Linked DNA regions of Mus musculus: region 1 is linked to region 2. A link is a contact called in public Hi-C data. All regions are on one chromosome and are shown on one strand. The core of a region is the stretch at or near the end of the contact, and the rest is flanking DNA. Distances in the headings are between cores, read along the strand shown. Region 1 has its middle 36 kb from the start of Gm36834. Region 2 overlaps Rad51b (RAD51 paralog B).

The links. Hi-C and Micro-C count contacts between places; a contact is called where the count stands out from the background.
Region 1: a Hi-C map of the G1E-ER4 cell line shows a contact between it and region 2, with 3 times the contacts expected there. The contact joins two enhancer-like sites. A contact is called at or near these places in 1 of 15 datasets of contacts at CTCF or cohesin (the NIH/3T3 cell line), 9 of 484 Hi-C or Micro-C datasets (the G1E-ER4 cell line, the N1E-115 cell line and uterus), 1 of 115 datasets of contacts at active chromatin or transcription factors (stem cell-derived neural progenitor cells) and 1 of 9 other capture datasets (embryonic stem cells).

Annotation. Positions count from the first base shown.
Region 1 is chr12:79,980,216-79,987,209 of GRCm38.p6, reverse strand. No RefSeq gene overlaps it. Among named protein-coding and RNA genes, the nearest start is that of Gm36834, 36 kb to the left of the region's middle. Within about 2 kb of position 3,754, at least 32 of the 459 cell types and tissues checked have an H3K27ac peak or open chromatin away from gene starts, as enhancers often do. A contact at or near this core is called in the G1E-ER4 cell line, where this site is marked.
Region 2 is chr12:79,761,938-79,769,723 of GRCm38.p6, reverse strand. Rad51b (RAD51 paralog B) reads right to left here. Exons shown (of 11, transcript NM_009014.3): 9 at 2,550-2,653. Among named protein-coding and RNA genes, the nearest start is that of Gm36048, 33 kb to the left of the region's middle. Within about 2 kb of position 2,878, at least 11 of the 459 cell types and tissues checked have an H3K27ac peak or open chromatin away from gene starts, as enhancers often do. A contact at or near this core is called in the G1E-ER4 cell line, where this site is marked.

The sequences.
Region 1 (6,994 bases), core at 2,505-5,004, 220 kb before region 2:
AGTACATGTGGGTTTGAGCACGCATCAGGGAAGCTGATTGGCAGGGGTCTTTGAGGGACCCCATGCCTCTCTTGACTCTTCCCTAGATTATATCCCTATCCTGCCGCTTGTACCATTAGAGAGCTGGGGATGGGGCTGTCAGGCTTTGGATTGTGATTCTAGAACTTTCCTTTGAACTGGAGAGTCAGGAAAGACTAATGACTCCGGGAGGCAGAGGGGAGGAATATCAGGGAGGGGGGAAAAAGGTGAGACAGAGGAGAAAGGCAGGCCAGAGCAAAGAAGCAGCTGGAACCTCATCAGGAAAATGTCGAGGCTGGCTGGCGAGCCAGCATCTGGAAAACAGACTGGGGGCTATATTTAGACTGCCATGACTTGCAATAATTTGTGTGAGGGGGGAAAAAGGAAAATGTGAAGTTGGCGTTGTCGTTTTTGGGGAGGGAATGAGTTATAAAAAAAAAAGGAGCGGCTGGAGTGGGCAAGCTGTACATGAGACCTTGGCCCCTGGCCTCCAGGAGGGGGTTGTTGAACAGCACGGCCTGTCAGGAGTGAGGGATGGTGTTTACTGAGCTTAATCCAGCTCATGCCCCAGCCTCAAACATGCCCTGTGCTCCCCACCAAGAATGTGGGGTGCATTCCTAGGTATGCCAGGCAGCTTGTCTCCCACAGCACCCAGATGCTTCCGGGATGGTGTGGGGTGCTCTCCTAGGAGAGAGAATCAGGCAGGGCTTTGGATGGGGGTCTGACTAGAGCAGCACTCTGTAAATTCTAAGAATGTGTATACATCGCAGAGGCCTTCCTCCAGCTGGATTATAAATAGAGGATTAGTTCAAAGGCAGGCAGCCTTTTAAAGAGACGGTGCCAAGCAAAGTCTGCAAACCAAATACAGTAAAACCTTCTTAAGCCCCTGTTGGTTGATTCCAAATAGCATATAAGTCAAAGTCACAGCATTTTCCTGGCTGACTTGGTGCCTAGCTGTCCTTTAGTATCCTTGGGGGTCTGCCTGAAGCAATGGTGAAGCCTCAGTCATCTAGGCCAGCACATGTCACTTTAGACGGCAGGACATCCCAGTTAGCTTGAAGTTTGTTCTCGTAAATTGCACGCTTATGAAATGCAATCATTTTTGGTCAAAGCTTTTCTTTAAAACTGTCATATAGGTAATAGATTTTAGTGTAGAATAGGTTGGGATTTTTCTTTTTGGAAAGGCTCTCTCTCTGTTGTTGCCCAGGCTGATAGAGGACTCATAAGCTCTAGCAATCGATCTTCCTGCCTCAACTTCCTGATTAGATAGGACTACAGATATGTACCATCATATCTAGCTAGGATGTTTTTATTTTAATTTAATATTTTAAAACTCTGCTTATGGTCGAATTTATAAGTATTAGTTAGTAGAATGTTATTCCAGTCACACCGAGCCTTCAGATGTGTGTATTTATGTTCTTTTGGGGGTTCATAGGTCTTTTTTACATTAAAAATATTTACTTACTTTAAAATTATGTGTATATGTGTGCATCTAGATGAGAGTATGTACATGAGACTGTGGGTAAGAGAGGAAGCGAGAATTCGGATTCCCTTGAAGCTGGAGTTAGAGGCAGTTGTGACCTACCCAATGTGGGTGTGGTGAATTGAACCTAGATCTTCCAGAAGAGCAGTGTATGGCTTATCTTTAGTCTTTTTAAAAACAAGTGTCTTATCTCTTCTTTTGTAAACCAGCAGGAAAATGGTATATTCCCTGCAGCAACCTCACAACCCGTCTTTTTCTTAGCTAATTTTCTTCCTTTAGTCTGTTCTGGACTGAGAAACCATCTATGCAAACTTATTAAATTTCTATGTGACCAAAAGGGTACCAATACAACATGAGTAAGGGATCCAAAGTTCCCCATTCCACAGGACTCAACCAGTCAGTCTTAAAGGGCCACAGACCACTCAGCCCTCCAGGGACACAGTTGCTTTGGTTGTATGATTCTCTAAACAGTCCAGTATGGGTTTAGGTGGATTCATCTGGCTGCTTAGACACCTCTTGGCTCATCTCCAAGCTCTGGTCTTATTTTAGATAGTGAGGTATGTGGGGAGCTATGTTCTGGATAGAGGAAGCTTTCTTCCGACTTTACGTCTATATTCATCAAAACTGTGAGTTTGAAGTCATTGAGGTTTTATTTGTTTTTTTTTTCCTCCTAAACTTAATCATGTCAGTGGTAAAGGTACTGAGTTGCAAATTGGCTTATAAGAAAAGATAGAAACTGGATATTCATAGGCTAAGCCAACACAGAGGGGCTGGGAGGTAGGTGTGTGTGTGTGTGTCCCCTCTAGTAAGTTATGATCAGAATCAGTGCTTTATATAGTCCCCAACCAGCCAACCTCCCATCAGCCAAGACCAGACATTTTGAATGGAGAAATCTGACTAGTCAGAGGAATCACTATACTCAATACCAGAATTTCTAAGCCTTCCTAATGCTGCAACCCTTTAATACAATTCCTCATGTTGTTCTGACCCCTGGTCATAAAGTTATTTTCGTTGATACTTCATAACTATAATTTTGCTACCATTATGAATCATAATATAAATATCTGATATATAGGATATCTGGTATTCAACCCCCAAAGGGGTCGAGACCCACAGGTTGAGAACCACACTGCTCTCTGCGCTCCAAGGCTAAGAAACAAAGAAATGACTCTCAGAAGCCCTGCTGCCCAGCCCCAGCCTGAGGCAACTCCATTAGCCTGCCTCAAAGAGGCAGGAATCTCACAGGATTTCAGAGGTTGTCCTGAGAGGGGCTCTTCCAACCGGTTTCTGTATAAAAGTTCAGGCTTACTTTGTTCTCATATATTGTCCTGTTAAGACACTGGCCTCTTTGCTGAAGGTGTCCGTCATTGGCTGGTCTACTCACATACTGACCCAACTTGTTCTAAGAAATTACATAGTCATGACCTCGGGCACATGCCTCTCCTCCCTTCCTCACATATGATTGGGTCAGGACACCTGAGGGTGACCCTTTCTTTGGCTAGCTGGCAATTATCAGTGATTGATGTGGCTTGACACTGAAAACTAAGCGAGGGTAAAAGAGTCTGCTCAGGGGAATCTAGAGTTAATTGGAAAGCATGGGCCAGGGGGCCACAGACACAGCGACTAGGAAGATAGGCAGAGGATGGAGTGCGGTTCGTCTCAGAGCTGACTTTACAGTGAAGTGGCAGCTGGCAGTGAGGCACTGAGAACAGAGGTTCAGGGAGGGACACTTGTGGGAACCAGAGCTGAGTCCCTGCAGTTTGTCTTTCCCTTTGAGTCGCACTTAAACTCATGTTCCCAGCCCTGAAAGACTCAGTTGGCTTGAGTGGACCTCTGTTCTACTGCAACAAGACTGCCATGTTCTCTATAAAGTAGTTTCTGTAACCCTTGGAACTCAAAGCTAGAGCCATCCAAACACGTCCTTTTCTAGCCTAAGGAGTTATTCATTTATTTTGTTTTTAACATTTTCCTCCAAGGACCCCTCTTACCGAGGCTTTAATTTTTGTGCTGTTGATCTCTGATCTACAAGTCCAGCACCTTCGTGTTTCACTCTGATGCCTGGTGCTAAGGTTGCCCTGGATACCACCAGGACTGACTTTGGTGCCCTGTATCCCTGGCCATCAGTCCTAGGGCCGTGTTCTGCTTAGTCTTCTAATGATAGGGCTGCCTGCTGACTGACACACAGATCTGCTTCTTCCCTAATCTGATATTCCCCAGAGGGGCATCACTGTCAGCAAATGTCAGCGCAGGAAGGGGCTTGGCTGTCAACTAGGCCAACCCTGTCATTTTAGCAATGAGGAACCTGAGTCCCAGAGAGACTACACAACTTACTCAAGGTCAAACAAAGCTGAGCAACTCGTCGGGCACCCTGCGTATTCTCCCTCTGAATGCTCTTTGCAGCCTCCACCCACGCCCCCCCCCCCACACACTTTTTTTTCCTAGCTTAACCTCACTGATTTAAAGTGTTCTTCTGACCTCAGAGGGCATTTTGAATTGTGTGTATTCAAATTCAGACACTTATTGTTGATTTTCCAGGGTTGATAGAAATGATCATGCAAGCTCGGAAAGCTGAGGCAGGAGGATTACCTGAGTTAAGAATGTTTGGGATTAGTCTAGGAAGCAAAGACACACCAGATCTCTTAAAACCAAACAGAAAGAAGTAATGTGCAGTTATTTCTCAGAATCTAGAGTATGCCTAAGGTAGGATGAAGCCACAGGTGAAGTACTTTATTAGATATATAAGTGAATCACATTGGAGCCTCATTGTATCGCTGCTATAACCATGCACAGAGAGACTAAATGATATAATAAAAGAAAATGAATTTCATCTTGTTTTGTTGTTTTTTTTTTTAAAAAGATTTATTTATTTATTATATGTGAGTACACTGTAGCTGTCTTCAGACACACCAGAAGAGGGCATCAGATCCCATTACAGATGGTTGTGAGCCATGTGGTTGCTGGGACTCATGAACTTTGAAACTCATGAACTCATGAACTTTGGAAGAGCAGTCGGTGCTCTTAACTGCTGAGCCATCTCTCCTGCATCTCACTATATAGACAAGACTGGCCTTAAATTCACAGAGATTCACTTGGCTCCACCTCCCCAGTGCTGGGATTAAAGGCATGCACTACCATGGCCAACTTGGATCTTTTCTTTTGCTATTTGTTTTGTTTTTTTTCTTTTCTTTTCTTTCTTTCTTTTTCTTTTTTTAAATGTGTGGTACCATGTGTCATTGAAAAGGAAAGACTTTATTATTTTTTTAATAAAGCTGAGACACATTAGAGATTTGAAGAAAAAGGTGAATCTAGAATCTTACTGTGTAACATTTCCAGAGAAACCTCTTATGGTTTATTTAGTTGAATGCAAGACACATAAAAAAAAAAAAGGTTGGGGTGGGGTGGGGTGGAGTGGGGGAGATGGCTCAGCAGTTAAGAGCACTGGCTACTCTTTTAAAGAACCCTGTTCAATTCCCAACACCCACATGGCAGTTCACAACTGTCTATAACTGCAGTTCCAGGGGATCTGACACCCTCACACAGACAAACAAGCAAGCAAAACACCAATTCATGTAAAATAAAAATAATTAAAAAAAAACCTTCTGAAAGAAAATACAAATAAATGGCATGTTAATCTCTAAAAAAGGCTTGCAGGATAAAAACAAGGGAAACAATATGGGACGCCGGGATTGAGAACATAAAATATTTAAATGGATTTACTTTGAAAAGTAATGTGAACCAAATTAAAAGGCAATATAAAAAAATCTTGGAGAAATAGAGACCCAATAATAATAATAACAACAGCAACAATAGTAATAGTTCTTACAGAGAGCTAAGAAGATGGCCTAGCTGGAGAAGTGTTTGCTGCACAGCCATGAAGGGTATGGGTTCAAATCTCCAACACTCCTGTAAAAAGCCAGTGCTGAGAAGCAGCTTGCAGGAGCTCCCTGGATAGCTGGTCCACCCAGTGGTGAACTGAGCTTCAGTGAGAGGCCCTATTGCAAAAAAGAAGGTGGAGAGTGTTAGGGGAGGAAACCTGATGTTGATCTCTGACCTTTACACACAAAAGCACATACATGTACATGCATACCTACATTCAAATGTACACATACCCACATAGGCATATATACACATGCAAACATGCCTGAGTTCAGATGACTCGACAACAGCAACAACAACAATAGCAACAACAACAACCCCAAACCAAAAAGGCAATGAACAAGGGATAGAAACATGATATTCATAAATGGAAATGAAAACGGTTATTAGAGATAATCCAAGTTTTATGAACGACCATTTCCTACCTATCATGAAAAGATAAAAGTTTTGTTTAGTCATGTGTTTTTACATTTACTTAAGTTGTGGTTTGTGTGTGTGTGTACATGTGCCACACACAGTGCTTGTGTGGAGGTCAGAGTTGTGGGTATTGGTTCTCTCCTTCCACCAAGTGGATTCTAGGGATTGAACTCAGATCATCAGACTTGGCAGCACCCACAGAGTCATCTTCCTGTCCCCTTGGTTTATTTTTAAAAGAAAGGAAGTTTCTGCTCCTGTCGGGATTTGTGTGTTTCCATTTGCTGTTAGAGAAGACTGGCCTCACTTTTCTGAACACATTGCTTTTGTCCATATGTGCTGAGAACACTGAAGATGGTCATCAGTTTTGACTTCTGGGAACTGTACCTGCGATGTGGTTGTTAGATTTAGCAAATAAAAGATAAGGCTCCCAGTTAACTCTGAATTACATGCACACAATGAACACTGTTGTTATTATTTTTTTTAAAGGCTAAACTGACTCCAGGCAGTGTTTGGGGGAATAGTTATGATAAGAAATTTTTCGTTGTTTATCTGAAATTCAAATTTAGCTAGGCATTCTGTGTTTTATCTGGCAGCACTTGCCTTAAATTTTTAATCCTGGGCGATTCTAGAGATGGCTCCGTGGTTAAGAGGGCTTGCTGCTCTTGCAGAGGGCCAGAGTTTAGTTCCCAGCACCTATGCTTGGTAGGCTACAACTATCTGTAACTCCGGGGGACCCAGCGCTTGTGCACATATGTGCATGCACGCGCGCGCACACACACACACACACACACACACACACACATGCACAAAAAACCAAACATGCCAGGAATGGTAGTTCACGCCTTTAATTCCAGCACCTGGGAGGCAGAGGTAGGCAGATCTCTGTGAGTTCGAAATCAGCCTTGTCTACAAAGTGAATTCTAGGACAACCAAGGATACACAGAGAAACCCTGTCTTGAAACACACACACACACACACACACACACACACACACACACACACACACACCACGCGAGCACACACACACCGCCCCGACTATAAAGGGATTTTAATGCTGGAAGATATTTTATGCATATACTTGACCCACAGAAGATATTTAATAAATATTTGCTGAATAGTTTAGTTATAATATAGACTATAGAAATAAATAATCTAGAACACAGCAAAGATTTATGCACAACTCCTTTGTGTCAGTTTCAT
Region 2 (7,786 bases), core at 1,629-4,128:
ATTAGTAACCAGGGCAACACATTTCCCTTTGTAGATCATACCAATGGCCCATCTAATGGGATATGAGTTCATAGATGGTCACTGATCCATCCACACTTTGTTCCTGTGCTCTTCGTGTAATCAATGGCCTGTGTTTGACCCTAACAGTCAAGAGCCACCCAAATCCTCAAGTCACCAAAGATACAAAAAAATAACATTGGTTCTGTCAAGTACTTTCTGTTGGTTCTGACAAAATAGACATGGGTGAACGTGTTATAAAGAGACCAAAAAAATATGGTTTTAACTTTATTTATTTATAAATTTTATCTAGAATTAGAAAAACTAGAATCTGGATGCCTGGATTCCATGGTGCTGTATGTGAAAGATCACAGAATCAGTATGTTTCAGGAAGAAAGCCATCTCAAATCGAAGGCAGAGATACTATGGGTTTTCAAGAAGTAGGGTCCATGAAGTGAAAGAACCAAGACTGACATTGAGAACACAAAGGTCCCTGTACTCACAGATAAGCACTAAGGAAACCAGCAATGTTAACTACACAGGCTTGTCTCTTTAGTGGAAGGGATGTATACCTGTTCTGTATACCAGAGGGCCAGGAGGGGATATACAGTTAATAACCTGGTGACCTTTGCTATCTATAGGGCCAGGCCTCGCCCGAATCCCCTAGATTGTTTATTCCAGACTCTTCCTCCTTAGAACTTTATCTTCAACTTTGTCTCTCAGTCAATAGAATCCATCCTTACGGATGTCACAAGTACTATATAGCCTGCTGACCTCTACCTTATCTATACGACCAAGACCACACCGGATCCTAGGCCCTTAATCAATAGAAGAGGTCACGTGTGCTTTGCAAAAAAGACTTTTGATGTAGTCCTGCCTTAAGCTTTACCTTGCACACAGGATTGAGATAACCTTTACCAGGAAACTTATTCCCAAAGTTTTATTGTACTTAAATGTGTCTAAAATAAACTGCTTGGTGTCAGACTTTTGTAGTTTGAACCAACACCAGCTAAGTCATGTTAACTGGATTTCCTTCTGACCTCACGAGGACTGTTACTCTGCCAGCCCTGGTGGTCACAGAGACCTCTGCCCACACCGATTCACAAAGAATGTTGCTCTTTTCAGTGCTTTTCGGATAGCTAGCTACACACTGCTTTTCCACTGACACTCATCCATCTAAGGGACACACCAATGGTCATTAGGTTCTCCAGAAATCGTCTGGATGTATTCCATCAAGAAAAGTGTTGGCCTCAGAACCAGGATACCGGAACCACAGTGGAAAGGTGTCCCTGAGTAACAGGCATGCTAGGGCTTGAAAACACAAGAATGCTTCCTTGGATGGAATAAGCAGCTTTATCTTCTCGGAACAGGGCTGACCTAGTGTCCAGGCTGAAATGTTGTTTACACAAGCCCAAGAAAATCAAGAAGAATCCTCTGGTCTGTAACCAAGGACATCCATAAAGTTGTCTGGAAAAGGCAAATAAATGCCCATGTCTGTATTTGATGATCCCTGGCTCCTTGCTACAAGAGTCAATTTATCTCCTGCTGTAAAAGCAATACCATCCTGCCCCATCTCCCCTGGAAAGGCCCACCAGTCCCACCCCCTTCTTCATTAACCTGGATTTGCTGTGTATTTAGCTGGCAAATCTGGCATGTGAATTCTTCTCCACTCAAAACATCAGGGTATTCACCCAATCCTTTCCCTTTGCCAGATTTCCTGAGCGATGCCAACTCAGTCTGGTCAAAAAGTGGGATAAAGGTGAGGCAGGGCATCAGGAGATACAACCTTTGTGAGTTTTAAAAAGATCAGGCTCTAGGGTTCCTTTCTCTGGAGTTGGGAGAGAAGATTAAGTAGGGGGTGGACAGTATTACTTTCTGAATAGAGGGATTCTCTCTTGAGGCCAGAAGTCTAAACAGGGGGACCTGAGGAAGTCATTATGCTTTCAGAGCATCCTCTGATGATACTTAGTTCTTAAAACCCCTAGCGTATGTGGCAACGTGAAAGCTACACACTGGGCTTAGCACTAAGTAGAAGGTGTCCACCTTAAGGTCTCAAAACACACACACACACACACACACACACACACACACACACACACACACACACACACACACACGGCAAGAAAAGGTATGGCAACTATTTAATTTGCTCACAAATTAGCTAGTCTTGAACACATACCTAACAGAATAATCACTTGGAGATGAGGAATTTAAATCCCTCATCTCCAAGAGTGGTCCCCAGTCATTCACAGATGTTGAGGAAATGCTAACCGCAGGACTCACTCTCAAACTGTTTTCCTGTGATATGGCCAACTCCCCTCCCCCTGCAGCCTACCTCTCCACTCTTACCCCCACTTCAATCCCCACCCCCACCTCCCACCCCCCCACCTGTTTTATTTTAGTTGCTCTTAGGACAAGAGAGTTTTCCTTACGGTCAGTCAGTTCTTGCCCAGGACAGATATGGTGGCGACCACCTTCAGATGCTCTGATTTCCAGTTCATCTTTTTCTCTTACCTTTACACTTGAAGAACTCTGGGAGAGCATTCACTCACCTGCCTTCTCTCTGAATCAAGGTACTGGAGAATCAGCCGGGTGTTCACACAGTGACCCCATGTGTTTCCTAGTGCAGCTACCAAACAGCTGGATCCAGAAGTGCCTGAAAGGAGACAGAGCAAAACCCAGTTTGCAGAGAGGTCCTGCCTTACATGGCATTTGACTTAAGCTCAGTCATTATTCTTACTCAGAAGGGTACTCAAGGCTCCATCACAACAAAAGATGAGTTAGAGAAGGCCAACACTAAGGAACTGGGGACTAAATAAGAGTCAGCATGGAGTCCTTCAGCTTTAGCAGAAAGTGATCCCCAATGGGCAAACAAAGGCAGTTACACATTAACAAGAAGATGCATGGTGTGGCAACAAAGCCACTACTCAAAAAGAACCACACCTCTCCCATCCTTGGCAGAAGGGCACAGCGCTCCTCTATTGTTTATGAGCGGTCTTGGTTTAGTTGAACTGGCAGATCTTCGTTTAGATTGCTATGCAACGTAACTCAGTTTTCCTTATTAATCTCATGGCATATATGACATTCCTTTGCCCTCTCTCCTTGTGAACATCCACAGCCAAAAGGGAATCTGGGAGAGCTCAGCCTTTCGTATCCAGTCCGCTTTAGCTTGCTCTATTTCAAGAGAAACATTCCTTTACCCTCTAAGACTTTCCTGCAAGGAGGATCTGAACTGGACTTCATGTGAATTCCTAGCTTACTTCAAGTTGCACGTGGACCGCTATCTCATAGCTGCAAAGCCTCACTGATCTCTTTTGACACGACCAGGAGAAAGCATCCCTACTTCCAACCCCCTTTCTCTTTAAAGGCAAGCTGCCAAGCCCTGCTTCAGGGAGTCCAGCTCTCTCTAATCCAAGTCTGGCACAGCCTGAGGGCTCCTCCTCAATCTTTGCCCTCTTTGACTCCAGGCCATGGCAGGGAAGTTGGCCTGAGGGGGCCCATGGAACACTTTGCCTCCCATTGAGACGCCATCTCCTATCAATGAGGAGACTGAGAACATAGACGTTCACTGAATGAACTGAAACAAACGGAGGCATCATTCATAGCCTCCTCACGGCATCATCTCATCTGCAACTCACCACGGTCAAGTAGCAAGTGGTCCTCTTCCCCAGGACAGACAAAGTTAAAGGTAGAACCAGCTCCACCCAGCCACAAGTTCTTGGGTCTAAAAACCACAGCAGAGAAATGATGTTCAGTGGGTCTTAGCCAGGGGTGATTTTGTTGGCTAATGCCTAAGTGAGAGGGCTACAGGCCTCTAGAAGGTAGAGGCCAGTGTTGTTGCTGAACATCCTGTAATGCACAGCACAGGACTCTGACAAGGGTCTATGCACCCCTTGATAATACAACAGTTCTGGAACCCCAAAGTTAGGTAATGCACTGGGTGAAAATCAATAGCATGGACTTCATTGAGGAGGTTTAAAGAATTTAGCATCAAATAGAAAAGAGTAAAATTTAAAGTATCCCTGGCTCATGTGTACACAACCCAAAACATGAACAGAGGAAGGTGAAAATAAATAATCTGGCTATGTGAATCTGATGACCTCGCCTCCTGATCCAATCCTCTTGGGTCCTCCATGCCGGAGGATAAGATGTGAACGCCTGAACAGTATATTCTGTGGTCTTTGTCTTCCGCCCCTGCCCCTCCCTCCGACTTTACCTCTCTGAGCTTCCTGTGTCCTTTCCACTTCTCAGTTCTCACCAGCCTTGACCTCGAATCAGCAGGCGATAAAGCTCCCCACTCCTACAGACTCTTCTGGCCTTCTCTGTTGACTTTTGCCTCAGAGAGAGCACGTCTTTAGCCTTTCTGTCTTTCATCTCTCTCTTCTTCATCTGGGTGGACCCCAGGGAACTGGGCACAGCCAGCGTTTTTTCCAAATAGTACCAAATGCTAAAAAGCCATTGGGTGGTTATGAAATGCATGTTCATTGTTAGTAAGAGGCCAGGTCTTTCTCACCTTAGAGATGAACTCACTTCCAATTTCCTGGAGATACACAACCTTTCCATCTCTCTTCCACTATCCCCCCCCCCCTCCAGTGCTATATATGCTTTGTTCATGGTACTGCGTTACAGAAGGATATTTTCCTACAAGTAGATAGCACATTTTGAACACATTCCCCCATATCTCTCTGTTTTCTCCTTTCTTTCTTCTCCCTCCTTATTAGCCACCTTTGATTTATTGTTTCCTTTTCATATTCACACCATATGTACATGTAAGATTTTATGGATCTATATAAAATCTAGGAAGTATGAGTAAGAAAAATACATAATATTTGCCTTTGGGGGACTCAATTTACTTAATACAAATATCTCCAATTGCATCCATTTTACTGCAAATGATATAATTTTATTTCTCTTCATGTCTGAAAAAAATTCCACGTGTCTCTATAAACCGTATTTTCTTTAACCACTCCTCTGCTATAGATATAGGTTGATTCCATAATTTAGCTACTATTTTTATGTATATATGTGCACCATGTGTGTGCTTGGTGCCCACTGGGGCCAGAAGAGGGTGTCAGGTCCCCTGTAACTGGAGTTATGGGGAGCTGTGAGTCACCACGTGGGTGCTGAGAGTGGAACCTAGGTCCTCTGTAAGAATAGTGAATGTTCTTAACTGCTGAGCCACCACTCCAGTACCTCTTTTGATTTTTTCTTTTAAAAAGAAAAGCCAAAAATCAATGTTTTGAGGACTTGGTCTGAGGCTATTGTTCAGTGGAAGAGTACTTGCTTATCACATACGAGGCCCTGGGTTCAATTCCATAGCACCACATAAAAAATTTCCCTCAATTTACATTTTAAAGGGTTGTTGTTGGTGGTGTTCTGTTTTGTTTTGTCTGTATTTGTTTTTTAAGACAGGGTTTCTTTGTGTAGACCTCATTGTCTAGGAACCAGTTCTGTACACCAGGCTGGCCTTGAACTCACAGTGATTTGCCTGCCTCTGCCTCCAAGTGCTGGGATTGAAGGCATGCACCTCCCAACCCCCCCCCCCCCAGCTAAACAGATGGGCTTCGTGCCCATCAAGATTTTCTATGTGCTCATAGAAAATGTATGGTATGACCTCATGTCTCAACTCTACCCTGTGTCCAGAGCTGCCTCTCAAATGCCAAATTCTCTTATCATCACAATAAATAACTATTGCCTTCCTCCTCTAAAGTTACAAAATACCTTTTAAAATCCTCTCACTTACCTCCATTTTCTATTGTGGCATATTATTTGTGTGATTTTTGTATAATACACATTATAAATGAGCCAGAGGCATGCCCGGTTTGTGCCAGCAGGCCCTGTATCACTTAACACAAGGATGCTTACACTGACTAAATGACTAATAAGTTATTCCCATGCTGAACCATGTTATAGACTTGTTTTAACAGCATATTTACATTCTTAATTCTACCTTAAGCTAAAATTAATAGGTTTGCATTTTTTCAAGCTAACTGTAGCAGCCAGCTGTTTATACATCTCCTAAGTGAGCGGATTAAGTGAAGCTGTGCTTCACAGTTTGCCAAGAAAAGGCTACATGTGAACAATTAGGAGTTACTAATTGGTTAAGAACTTACAACTTTTTTTTTTTTTTGGTGGTGATAAAACTGGTGGAGTGTCCTAGTTCTAAAGGAAGGCAAAGGATGGTTCTAGAGATCAGAGACACGTTCAGGGCATGGGTGACTGTTTTAAACATTTCATAAAAGTAAATAAACAAGCAAATGGTTATAAAACCAACAAAAATAAAGCAAAATGAAAAACTCTATACCACGAGGCCCACGGGAGCGGGATGGAGGGGTGGCAGACACTTGGCTGTTCTTTGGTCAGATATATTTGGGATCTAATCAAGGGCTGCAAGGGCAAATGACAGAGAAAAGCTTCCAGGGAAAACTCTGAGTGAGTGACCTTGAGGAGACGTGTTCCAGACACACTTGCAAGCATCAGGCCAGTGTAAGAATAACCCCAGCAAGGCCTTTAAAGTTACTAATGATGAAGACAATGCTTCCAATTTTACTATATACTAGGCACTATGTAAACCCCTCAAATAGAGGCACCTTACATTGTTTGAATTTCATATCTCAGTACACATTTTTTGAGCCTATGAGATAGCAACACTATCAGTTCTACTGACAGACTTAAGCTATGAGAGATGAAGGCAGTTCCTTAAAGTCACGTAGATTGATTAACGGCAGAGCTAGGTTTCAAAACTAGGCTGCTAACCCCTACTTCGATTAGCCTTCTCTGGGCTCATCAGGTCTTGAAGATCAAATATCTTGTTATTCTCCTGTGCACAGGGGCTGAGAAGGGTCTTGGATTGCCCAAAGGCCCATTTCAGGAACGGTCCTGACAAGTTATCTTATCACTCCTATGAAAATGCTTGTCACTCAGACTCCACAGTCAGCTTCCTTTGTTCTGATGTTCAGTGATAACACAGGGCAAGAGGTCTCAACGAAGGCAGCACATGCATGCCCTGGCTTGGCAAGTTATTTAACTTTGCTCAACTGGCCTAGCAGCTGCATTCACACAAGTCAGGTGGCCTACAGCTGACCTTTAAGCTAGAGGCTTAAACTCAGGTTAGGAGAGGAAAGATAGGTCACTTCACGCAGCTTCAAACACAAGAGAAGAACTGGAGGTGGCTCTGGTGGTAGATGACTTGAGAGGGGTCAACAGGGAGGCTGTCAGTTACTATACATTCATGGTCTTGTTTCCTACAGGAGAACTTAGTGGTCCTTTCTGTCTTTGCAGTTTCTAGCATTCCCATGAGAGGGCTGGAATAAGTGCTCACTAATGCTGTTTATGCAAAATTCAAAGCAGGGAGAGTCTGCTTACTGACTCTTTATAAAAGGTGATTTCCTGCCCAGTGACCTCATTGGTTAGGAAACTGATAAGTAGGTCTTCTCTGTGTTCATTTTCAGCGGAAGTTCTGAAAACTGGGGCACTCTCCCTTCCTCCCATTTTTGAACAACTGTGATATTTAGACCTGCCAAGGCTGTATGACTTCATTGTCTGGCATTTGGTGGATTCCGATACAAATAAAAAAATAAGTCAAAGACATGAACTGGGACTTGAAAATATTTTCATGATTGGGTTGTTTTTTTCCTTTTTTTTTTTCCCCATCCTCACAGGCTAGAGTCTGCAAGGTCCCCAGAACAGCCTAGTTCATTCACACTGAAGTGAGGCTCTCTCAAAAGACTGTGGGAATCCTTATGCCCCACTCTGTCAGAGACTTGGCTAGGTGAGTTAAAGCTTGCTA